Regions from separate parts of the Sus scrofa genome. Here region 2 is linked to region 1. The links are chromatin contacts, called in public HiChIP or PLAC-seq maps. All regions are on one chromosome and are shown on one strand. The core of a region is the stretch at or near the end of the contact, and the rest is flanking DNA. Distances in the headings are between cores, read along the strand shown.

Region 1 (5,798 bases), core at 3,046-5,545:
TCAAACTCCCTCACTTGCACCTCGCGGGGGCGCAGGTAGCTGGCCGTGTTGAAGACCTTGACGGCCACCAGCTCCCCGGATTTCTGCCACGGGGGGATAATGTATGTCACACCTCTGACCTGGAAAATGCACCCCTGCTCCCTGGCCTCCATTCAGCCTCTCCTGCCAACCTAAGCACAGGCAGCCTGGTTGGGGAGGGGCTCCCCCCTCTGGCTCCTCCCCCTACTCAGAGGGTACCCAGCAGGTGCTGTGGCACCAGGAGATGACAAGAGCTTGGCACACCGGACACCCTGCAGGGGATGGTTTGCTGCTGTTAACAATAACTACAATGGAGTTCCCGTTGTGGCTTAGTGGTTAGCGAACCCAACTAGCATCCATGAGGATGCAGGTTTGATCCCTGGCCTCACTCAGTGGGTTAAGGATCCGGCATTGCTGTGGCTGTGGCATAGGTTGCAGACATGGCTCGGATCCCGAGTTGCTGTGACTGTGGTGTAGACCGGCAGCTGTAGTTCCGATTCGATCCCTAGCCTGGGAACCTCCGTATGCCGCATGTGTGGTCTTAAAAGACAAAACAAAAACAAAACCAAAAAACCAATAGCTTCAATGGCTGCTACTCCTCCCTGGGCTTAGCAGCACCGTTCTGTCTGGCTTCAGTTCTTAAGTTCCATACTGTGCAGTGCGTCTCATGTACTCAGTACGCCTCTCAATAAGAATAAAGGCAGGATAAATCAAACACGTCCCACTTTCCACCTCTGCTATCCCTAGATCTGCTGCCACTTCCCCTGGATGTTGGCTTGCATCTCCTTCCCCTCCTCCCCAACACCCCTAAACCCCGCCTGACAGAAGTGTCATTCCGAGGGTCACCGCACCTCTGCTCGACCTCAGAGTGTGCAGAGCCAAGTCAGAGAGCTCTGCCCAGCTGCACGCCACCCTTGATGCCCACTGGTAAGAGGGGGCCCAGGTGGGCTGGGCTGCACACTACCTTATTTCGGGCCTTGTACACGCTGGCAGTGGCCCCCTGTCCCAGCAGGTCGTCCGTGTGCCACAGGTAATTGACGGTGCTCTGCATCTCCTGCTCCCGGCTGGCTGGCCACCTTCTGCCCAGAAGAAGTACCTGTTGGGGTCCAGGATTCCACCCCTGACCTGGGGCGGATACTGGTGACCCGATTAGTGTAGCAATGCCCGAGGCCACCCTAGGAAGGGCTCCAGGTGGCTATTCCAGTGGCAAGGGGGCAGGGGAGGCACAAAGCACAGAATGTAACTCAGGTAGCTTCCCCCCAAAGAACCACAGCCCCCGGGCCCTGAACCCGCAGCCTGGGCCTGTCCCACAGCAGGGCATTCTAGCCGGCCTTACTCCCTAGATCCCCTTTCAACCCCCTGCCCAGACAGGCCAGGCTGCACAGACAAACCTTTTTCTTTGTCACCTCTCGCAGGCACTGGGAGTTGTGGGTTTTGAGCATCCAGGCCTGGGATTGTCCCAGGAAGCAGAAAGAGTGCTTGAAGGAAGGGCCCCAGGTCAGATCGTGTCAACCACATCACCACAAATCTCCAGGATTGCAACACGAGCCTGGAGCCTCCCCACCACTCGCTGGGGCCCACCACTTCCTGCTGCTGTGAGCTAACAGAGCTTCAGGAGGACAGCCTGGCCAGGTCAGTGCTGCTCTGGAGAGGAAGGTGCTGCTGTGGAGAGGGCTGTGTATGTGTGTGTGTGTGAGTGAGTGTGTGTGTATGAGTGTGTCTGTGTGAGGGCCTGGGGGAGGCAGGAGACCCTCAAATCCAAGGGCTCAGGAGCCCCCAGGAGGATCTGAAACCCCTCTACAACTCTGTTCCCCATCTTTGCCCCCATTCTCTTCTCTCCAAAGGCCAGTTCCACTAAAGCAGTTGGCCAGAGGATGTAGCCTCAGGAGTTAAATTCAGCGCTTTGCTGAAGAGCAGGGCGAGGGCTGGTCTTTATGGGATGACTGGGCATAAGAAGAAGGACCACCCCTTAAATACCCTCAAATCAGGCTGAACTAGACAGGCTGCTGTCTTTTCTCTCATCTTAAAGGTTGTCAACCCTCAGGTCACTATGCCTAGAATCCCACAGTTCCTTAGCTTTAAGCCTTCTTTCAGTAATTTTGTTGTTGTTGTTGTCTTTTTGCCTTTTCTAGGGCTGCTCTGGCGGCATATGGAGGTTCCCGGGCTAGGGGTCTAATTGGAGCTGTAGCCGCTGGCTGACACCAGAGCCACAGCAACTTGGGATCCAAGCCGCGTCTGCAACATACACCACAGCTCATGGAAACGCTGGATCCTTAACCCACGGAGCAAGGCCAGGGATCAAACCTGTAACCTCATGGTTCCTAGTCGGATTTGTTAACCACTGAGCCACGACGGGAACTCCTCAGTAATCTTTTTTTAAAAATTCAAGTCTTGGTGTTTTCTGGTGACGAGATGGGTTAAGGATCTGGCATTGTCACTGCAGCGGCTCGGGTTGCTGCTGTGGCCTGGGTTTGATCCCTGGCCCAGGGACCTTCCATAGGCCTCCGATGCGGCCTGCCTAAATAAATAAATAAATATTCAATAAAATCAAAATCAAAATCTTAGAAGGTCAACTCGAGCCAGAGGTCACTTCAAGAGATCAGAGGTCAATTCCAATTTCAGAAGATAGATTAGTGTTTGCATTTTACAGAAGCACCTGAGGGGCTGGGAAACTCTCTGCAGGAATGAACTGGTGAGGTTTTCCCCTCGAAGGCTGGGGAGGATTTAGCCAGTGGGGCCTGGCAGTGTAAAATCAGGTAGAACATCCTGAAATCAAGGCCTAGGGCCCAGCCAGAGGAGAGGTCACCACCTTCAAAACCCTCCCCAGGGCTGCACTGGGGCAGATGCATAGCTGAAGCTCTGAGGCATGGGCAGTGTGGCACAGAGGGCAGAGCCCTGGACAGGGTAGCACGCCCTGGGCTCTGCTCCTGGCCCTGCTGGGGCTGTGCTTGGGAGCTGATGGACAGTGCAGCTGATCAGCTGTGCGTGCTCTCTGACGCCAGCCCCGCAGCCATTGTGCTGCAAGGGCTCTCACTGTCCTCCAGGGGTATTCAAATGAATGAGGGTGGGTGGTGGAGCCCTGAGCCTGCCGCCCCACCCACCTTCCTTGCCCTCTTCCTCCTCCTCCAGGCTCTACTGTGGCCAGAAGCACTTACCCCGTGCTCTGAGCAGTCCTGGATCAGGCAAAGACTCTCCTGGGCGAGTGTGTGTTATGTTTTCTGTCTGTGGCAAGTCCAGGAGCTGAGCTACACCGGAAAGAAGAGGGCGGATGAGAGGCACCCCTGGGTGCTGTGTGATTCTCAGCCTCCATCAAAGGCGCCCCCTGCGGCCCCAGCCCTTTAACCCTTTCCTGTTTGTCACCCTCCCCTACAGAGCTGGGGGTTTCCAGCCCAACTCGCCAGCTCTAGGAGATTCTCCTGGCCACTCCCACCCCCGCCTCCCAGACCTGGGCCAGTGAGAAGGCCCCCAGGATTGTTGAGGGCAGGCGCCAGAAGCAGAAGAAAAGTACGGAGGCAGAGCTGATTGCTGGCTTCAGGTGTTGGGAAGCCGAGCCTGGGAAAGGAGCACCGTAGGTGGTAGCAGCACTCTTCCACGCACCTACCCCCCCGCCTCCCGCCATGGGCCTCTAAGCAGTCTGGGTACCCACCGGAGATGGAGCACAGGGCATCTCTGGGGGGAGGGGCAGCAGCCGCAGAGAGATGGAGGGAGGGCCATGAGCCTGGGCTGACAGGGCCAGCACCCCGACACTCTGCTAAGTGCTGACCCTGAGCTGCCTGGCCCCCCAGGCTCCCTCATTCAACCCCCCCCCCCAGTGGACTCAGCACACTCACCCCATCTCGGCTGTGGGGCATGCAGGCTTGTGGGACTGCGTGGCGCCCGCAGAGATGTCAGGGCTTTTTGTCATTCATAGGCAGCACTCATTACATCCTGGTGGCCACCAACCCTGGGGATCTGAAGTTGAAGTGGCTCGGTGCCACTCCGGGGAGCTAGGGGAGCTGGGAGCAAAGGCCAGCACTGGCTCAGCTCCCTGCCCGCCGGCTTTCAGCTCTCTCACACTTCCTGATTTCGTTCTTTCTCTCTCTTAAAGAGACAGAGGCAGCTGGGCTGCCGCCACCCCCGGCAGGAAGGAGAAAGAGGATGCTCTGAGTTCCCAAGTGGAGGCCATAGGACCAGGGCGTGAACCACAAAGAGGCTGGGAACTGAGGCTGAGTGGCTGTGGTGGGCTGCGGGGTGCTATTTCTGTATCTCCTGTGGTTCACCCGAGCAGGGAAGTGTAGCGTTCAGCCTGGACTCTACAGAGCAGGTTGGGCCAGTTATCCAAGTGCAGAGCAGCCTGGGAAAACCAACTTCCCACACCCCCAGGAGCCCCAGGGAGGTTCAGAGCCAATGAGCAGCCACTTCTAGGAGAACCTGGCTCTGGCTCATCTTCCCAGTGAGCCTGCAGAGGTCTGAGAGCAAGCACTGGAACCCGGGCCATGCTTCCAGTGTGGCCTTGAGCACAGCACACGACCCCTGCCAGATAGTTTTTTCTCATCCAAGGCATGAGGGTGGTAATGTTGACTCTATTGCTCATGTGGGTGACACGGGACAGTATATTTGGAAATGCACGGGCACCTGGAAAGAGCTTTACAGATGGGCATGGAGGCTCACACACCTGCAGCAGTTTTCCCGTGATCATCAGAGATGGCTGGGGCTGGCACCCAGGTGTGCCAGCTTCCCAGTGGGACTCAATGCCCCAAACCAGGTGTCCTCGGAGGCTGGAAGTCCGTCAGTCCCGCTCTGGTCAGCTCCGAGATGGCAGCTGGATAAGAAGTGGTTAAAGCCAGGAAATTCCATGTTTCAATAGAAAGTCGGAGGGACTTTCCCATGGCCACACCTGGTGGTTTCCTCCGGCAGCCCCACCCCTAGCACAGTGACACCAGAACGGGAGCCCAGTTGAGAACGGCCTTGTGCTCACATTTGCGGATCCGGCACTGGCTGATAAACCACACCCCCTCCGGCAGCCAGAGCTGCTCTCCCAGCAGGCCCAGGAGAAGGAGCATCCTTCAGGCCTGTACTTCAATGGGCTTCCCAGCTTCCCCCTTGCCTGGTGTACGATCGAGCTGCACTTCCTTGGCACCCTCTGATTCAGCGGGGCCATGTGATTTCTTAACCAAAGCATTTAATTGCTGATGCAAGACACTCCCACCACAGACAGTGTGATTCTGGTAGACGTTGTGACTTCCCTCTCGGTCCCAGTCCTTGAGTGCCTGTCGAGCAGAACCCGTCTGCTGGCCCACAGGGGACACGTTGCTTTGGTGAGACATCAACCTTTGTTGTTTTAAGCCACTGAATTGTGCAACCTAACCTACCCTATCGCTAAAGCTCTACTCATTCCCCACCCCCCATGAAACTGCCCAGGGCTCACCAGCACCCCCTATGCCTCAGCGCTCTCTGCAGCAAGCCTGATCCCCTTCCTAGGGCCTCAGGCACCCTCAAAGGCGATGAGCCTGTGTGTCTAGCATTTACTAGGAAGCAGGCACTGTGTGCTAAGGACACAAAGGGGAGACCTAGGCACCCCCCAGAGCTGTTCAGGACAGCATGGTGAATGTTATGAGGTTTGTTTATTTGTTTATTTATTTATTTATTGTCTTTTTGCCTTTTCTAGGGCTGCTCCCACGGCATAAGGAGGTTCCCAGGCTAGGGGTCCAATCAGAGCTGTAGCCACCGGCCTATACCACAGCCACAGCAACGCGGGATCCAAGCCGCATCTGCAAACTGCACCACAGCTCACGGCAACG
Region 2 (5,839 bases), core at 1,922-4,421, 180 kb before region 1:
AGACATGCTGAGTAGGAAGACCAGAGAGGCTTCCTCACCAGGACCAGTCAGGGAAGGGCCTGGCGGGATACCAGAGCTGAGAAAAGTAAGAGCAGGACAGCAGAAGAAGCAAAGGAAGGTGAACAGGTGAGGACCAGGGGCGAAGAACCAGGAAGAATTGGAGTCAAGAGGACACCACCTATTGTGTTAAGAAAGAATGGAGGAGTTCCCAGAGCTCCCGTTGTGGCACAGTGGTTAACGAATCCGACTAGGAACCATGAGGTTGTGGGTTCGATCCCTGGCCTTGCTCAGTGGGTTAAGGATCTGGCGTTGCCATGAGCTGTGGTGTAGGTTGCAGACGCGGCTCAGATCTGGCATTGCTGTGACTGGGGCGTAGGCCAGCAGCTGCAGCTCCGATTCAACCCCTAGCCTGGGAACCTCCATATGCCATGGGAGCAGCCCTAGAAAAGGCAAAAAGACAAAAAGAAAGAAAAGAAAAGAAAGAACAGAGAGCCCGGGGAGGCCATGAAATCTCTGGGGAGACCTACATCCTGCAAATTTCGCATCCTTCCCTAGTACTTCCCCAGTGCCTACGGTGGATGGAATGGAGGATGGTGGATAAAAGTCACCATAATCACTCCCATTTATCAAGCACTTATTAGGTTTCCAACAAGGTTCTAAGCCCTTGCTCTGTGTTAATCAATTTCCATAGCAACCCCGCAAGGTGGGTGTTACTAATATTCTCCCAGGGGCCCAGAAGAGGAAACTGAGGCCCAGTGTATTTAAGTGATTTAAAGTGAGGACTGGAGGAGTTCCCATTGTGGCTCAGCGGGTTAAGAACCTGATTCGTATCCATGAGGATGTAAGTTCGATCCTTGGCCTTGCTCAGTGGGTTAAGGATCTAGAGTTGCCATGAGCTATGGTGTAGGTTGCAGACATGGCTCGGATTCCACATTGCTGCAGCTGTGGGGCAGGCCGGCAGCTATAGCTTCAATTCTACCCCTAGCTTGGAAAATTTCATATGCCGCAGGTATGGCCCTAAAAAGAAAAAAATAAAAAGTCTAAAAATAAAATAAAGTAAGGACTGGAGTTGGGATTTGAAGGCAGGAAGCTGGGACCCAACCCTCTCTTCTTAAGCACCGTGCTCCCCTGAGCAGGGAGCAGGACCAAGCAGACCACCCAAAGAGGCCACCCAGGAGTTCCCATCATGCCTGTCATGGCTCAGGGGAAACGAATCTGACTAGCATCCATGAGGACACAGCTTCGATCCCTTTCCTCACTCCGTGGGTTAAGGATCCAGTGCTGCCATGAGCTGTAGTGTAGGTCGGGGATGTGGCTCAGATCTGACATTGCTTCGGCTGTGGCGTAGGTCGGCGGCTACAGCTCCATTTTGACCCCTAGCCTGGGAACCTCCATGTGCCACAGGTGTGGCCCTAAAAGACAAAAAAGGTGTGGGGCCACCCAAAGACAGCTTGGGGCATAATATTTTACCCTAGAGTTTCTCTTCCCATGACATGTCCTGCTGACTTCACCCTCATCCCAACTCTGGGAGGGGTCCACAGGTCCCTTTTCCAGGCTCAGAAAAAAATCACAGTGAAGAATTCCTGTCGTGGCGCAGCAGAAATGAATCCGATTAGGAACCATGAGGTTGCCAGTTCGGTCCCTGGCCTTGCTCAGTGGGTTAAGGATCCGGTGTTGCCATGAGCTGCAGTGTAGGTTGCAGACACGGCTCGGATCTGGCGTTGCTGTGGCTCTGGTGTAGGCCGGTGGCTACAGCTCCAATTGGACTCCTAGCCTGGGAACCTCCATATGCCTCGGGCGTGGCCCTAAAAGGACAAAAGACAAAAAAAGAAAAGAAAAAGAAAAAGAAAAATGAGACTCTGATGGTTATGTTTTTCCCCAGCCAAAATTCCAATCATCGATTCATTTGGCTCAAGATCTTGAACTGAAAGTCATTAAAGAAGGGGGTGGGGGGTGGAGGATGAGAACAAGAGCTCAGCATCCCCTTCTCTCTTCCTCTCTCTGCTCCCTGCTCAATGTTTTCTCTCTTCTGTTCCCTCTGCATTTTTCCCGAACGTCGCCCAGATGCGGAGCTATGTCCGAAACTCCAGCTTGCATCATTCACTCCCCACACAACTGTCTGCTCTCTTCTCCCTGGAAGTTGAGCTAACAAGGCAGTCTGAAAATCCGGTCATTTCCACTGTTGTTCAGACTTTCCAGGGGCTGTGGTGCCACAAATGGAAATGTCAACATGGGGCAATGACCGCGCCCTGACGCCCTGTTTTCTCACTACTGTTAAATCCATCGATTCCTGAGAAAGACGAAGGATATGAATAATCAGCCAAGCAGATGGAGTGTCAGGGGGTCAGGCCAGAAGAGAAAGCACAGCTCCCCGCCCCCCAAAAGAAAAGGGAAGAAAGGCATCCGGCCCTGGGAATATCTGCCGTGGGGACAAAACAGGCTCCAGAGAGAGGCGTCAGGCTCAGACCTGGCCTCAGCAGATAAGGTGTGTGGAGAAGAACCAGTTGATCACTGGACCTGTCCTTAAACATCGTCTGCCAGCTGTGGGAAGCTCTCTCTAGGAAATGGGGAAGGAAGTGGTAAGGAAGAACCCTGAGGGGCACACGGAGGAAGAAACACGTCATCAGAATAAAGTTGAAAAATTGGAGTTCCCGCTGTGGTGCAGTGGGTTAGTGATGGGGCTTGTCTCTGTGGAGGTGCCGTTTTGATCCCCAGCTGTGGGTGTAGCTGAAAAAGGAAAAAAAAAAAAAATCATAAGTCCTGGAAACTAGTTATTTAAAGACACTCCTTGGAATTCCTGATGTGGCGTAACGGACCAGCAGCCTCTCTGAGCCACTGGGATGAAGCTGTGACCCCTCGCCCAGCACAGCAGGTTAAGGATCCGGCAGGGCTGCAGCTGTGGTGTAGGTCGCAACCATGGCTCAGATTCCATCCCTTGCCCAGGGACTCCATATGCCATATGCCACGGGGCAGCCAAGAACAAAAATAAAATTAAAAAAAAAAAAAAAAGACACAAGTAAAACACACCACTCATGCGCGCGCGCACACACACACACACACCACACACACACACACACACACACACGCACGCACGGCCTGTGGCTGGGCCTCTGTCTTCTTTGGCTGGCTTCTTTGCCTTTAGGTCTGGTGCAGAAGATGGGGCTAGGCGTTTATCATTGGGCATTTTCGTCAGTTTCACTTCCTGTTTCTCATGCTGAAAGCATAATCATCATCGTAAGGATAATAATAGTTCCTCAGGCTTGCCTCTGCCTCCTATTTATCTAGGGCCTCCCAGAAGCGTGTGTATGAGTGGGAGGGGAACAGTATGGCTTATCGACTCTATTAATCAACAGCTGGGGGTGGAGGCAGGCAGTGGGGGTAAGGGAATGAACAGTGGAAAGTATTCAACTCATTTCTTTTTTCAAGAAGAGGAATCTAAATGGGTTGTAGTTCCCCAAATGGCTCTTCTCCCCTAGAGATGTTTGTCAATCCCTTCTCCCAGGGTCCTCCAAATATAAATCCTTCCCCCAAACTTTCATGCATCCCCATCTAGGAAATCCTTGTGCTCTGGGGCCCAGAGACCTTAAGCTGACTTCCTAGAGTCACACAGCAAGTCAGCCAGAAAGATAGGTCCAGACCAGCCTTCTTGCATCCATTAAAAGCTGTAACCGAGAAGGGAATTTCCAACTCTATGGGGAACTTGCAAAGTTGTTAGGAAAAAACCACAATTATTTCTGCTAAGGAAAAAATATGCATTCCCCTGCAGACTTGAAACCCCAGGACAATAAGAGGGAGGGTGTCCTTACTGGGAATGGGTTGGAACCAGCTGAGATTAGGAGGGGGTAGGGGGAAGAGCCTCCAGACTTTGATCAGGACAAGGGTTCACGGAATGGAAGTATCAGCCCACTGTTTTAATTTTTTACCACCAGTAAAAGGAGCTGTGTTCTGAGGACAAAGGTTGAGCACTTTACAGGCTCTGGGGACACGGATGGGAGTGGAGGTTGAAGGGGGGAGCCATTATCATGATGACAACAGTGAGGTGGTCCTTTCTTTAGATCCTGCCCTCCCCTTGGGGATCTGAGGATAAGTGGTGGGGGGATGGGGAAGCAGGTGGTTCAAGCATCCTTTCCATACAAACAAAAAAGGCAGTTAGGATTTCCTGTGGCGGCTCAGTGGTTAACAAACCCCAACAAGGATCCGTGAGGTTGCAGGTTCGATCCCTGGCCTCACTCCGTGGGTTAAGGATCCCGCAGTTGCTATGAGCTGTGGTGTAGGTCGCAGAAGAGGCTCGGATCTGATGTTGCTGTGGCTGTGGTGTAGGCCGGCAGCTGTAGCTCTGATTTGACCCCTAGCCTGGGAACCTCCATATGCCTTGAGTGCAGCCCTAAAAAGTAAGACAAAAGACAAAAGACAAAAAAAAAAAAAAAAAAAAAAAGGCAGGTAAAGAAAAAATTAAAACCATCAGAGAGAGCCCCTAATTAACTGGCTTAAGATTTTTAAAAGCGAAAGCTTCTTTCTAAAAAAGACGCAAAGACACACACAGACACACACCCCACACCCTGAAGCGCTACCTAACCACACTAAGGCTCAGAGGACACGATATCACACGTTTACTTATTGTGATATTTATTGTCAGATATCTCTTCCTCAAAGGACAGCATAAGCCTGGGGCTGGATGCTGAGTGCCAGGCTGATGATGTGAAAATGAAAAGTTAACTGTGAGCCTGTCAATAATCAACCTGGGGCTGGCAGATGATGAATCCACGCAGGGAGGGAATAATAATAACACCAAACACGCATATAGCAGTCTGTTCTGAGCTCTTTACACATAGCTGCTCGTATAAAACTCACAGCAAGCCTGTGAGACAAGCCGCAACTCTTATGATCTACACGCTTATCATCCACACTTGTTTCAACACTGGCTGTCCTTGCATCTCAGAACCTGTAGAAAAACTGGGATTTTTTATTTTACTATTTTATTTTATTATTTTATTGCTTTTTTAGTGCTACACTCACGGCATATGGAGATTCCCAGGCTAGGGATCGAATCAGAGCTGTAGCTGCCAGCCTACGCCACAGCCACAGCAACACAGGATCTGACATCCAAGCCGCATCCATGACCTACACTATAGCTCATGGCAACACCAGATCCAAGATGCCACAGATCCTATTGCGCCACAACAGGAACTCCATAATTATGCACTTTAAAAAATGGTTTAACGCAGATGCTGTTACATTTAGAATGGATAGACAATGGAGTTCCCTTCATGGCTCAGTGGTTAACGAACCCAATGAGGATCCATGAGGGTGTGGGTTCGATTCTGGCCTCGCTCAGTGGGTTAAGGATCTGGCATTGCTGTGAGCTGTGGTGTAGGTTGCAGACGCAGCTCAGATCCTGAGTGGCTGTGGCTCCGATTCAACCCCTGGCCTGGGAACTTCCACATGCCATGGGTGTGGCCCTAAAAAGAAAAAAAAAAAAAAAAAAGGAATGGGTAGACAATGAGGTCTCGCTGTATAGCACAGGGAACTATGTCCAATCACTGGTGAAGAACATGATGAAAGATAATATGACAGGAGTTCCCGTCATGGTTCATTGTGTGTAGATGGGTCACTTTGCTGTAGAGCAGAAATTGACAGAAAAATGTAAATCAACTATAATAAAAAATTTTTAAATGGTTTAACATTGTCACTTTTATGATATATACATCTTACCACAATGAAAATTTATTTATTTATTTATTTTGTCTTTTTTGCCATTTCTTGGGCCCCTCCTGCGGCATATGGAGGTTGCCAGGCTAGGGGTCTAATTGGAGCTGTAGCCACCGGCCTGCGCCAGAGC

What was found. HiChIP or PLAC-seq counts read pairs in DNA pulled down with a chosen protein or histone mark.
Region 2: an H3K27ac HiChIP or PLAC-seq map of alveolar macrophages shows a contact between it and region 1. The contact joins the enhancer-like site here to the promoter of IKBKE in region 1. A contact is called at or near these places in 1 of 5 promoter capture datasets (liver), 4 of 47 Hi-C or Micro-C datasets (mesenteric adipose tissue, retroperitoneal adipose tissue, skeletal muscle and 1 more) and 2 of 2 datasets of contacts at active chromatin or transcription factors (alveolar macrophages and skeletal muscle).

Annotation. Positions count from the first base shown.
Region 1 is chr9:67,121,552-67,127,349 of Sscrofa11.1, reverse strand. It overlaps IKBKE (inhibitor of nuclear factor kappa-B kinase subunit epsilon), which reads right to left and starts at 4,295. Exons shown (of 22, transcript XR_002335790.1): 1 at 3,849-4,295; 2 at 3,174-3,263; 3 at 983-1,097; 4 at 1-83.
Region 2 is chr9:67,295,618-67,301,456 of Sscrofa11.1, reverse strand. No RefSeq gene overlaps it. Among named protein-coding and RNA genes, the nearest start is that of MAPKAPK2, 16 kb to the left of the region's middle. Within about 2 kb of position 3,171, at least 19 of the 83 cell types and tissues checked have an H3K27ac peak or open chromatin away from gene starts, as enhancers often do. A contact at or near this core is called in alveolar macrophages, liver and retroperitoneal adipose tissue, where this site is marked.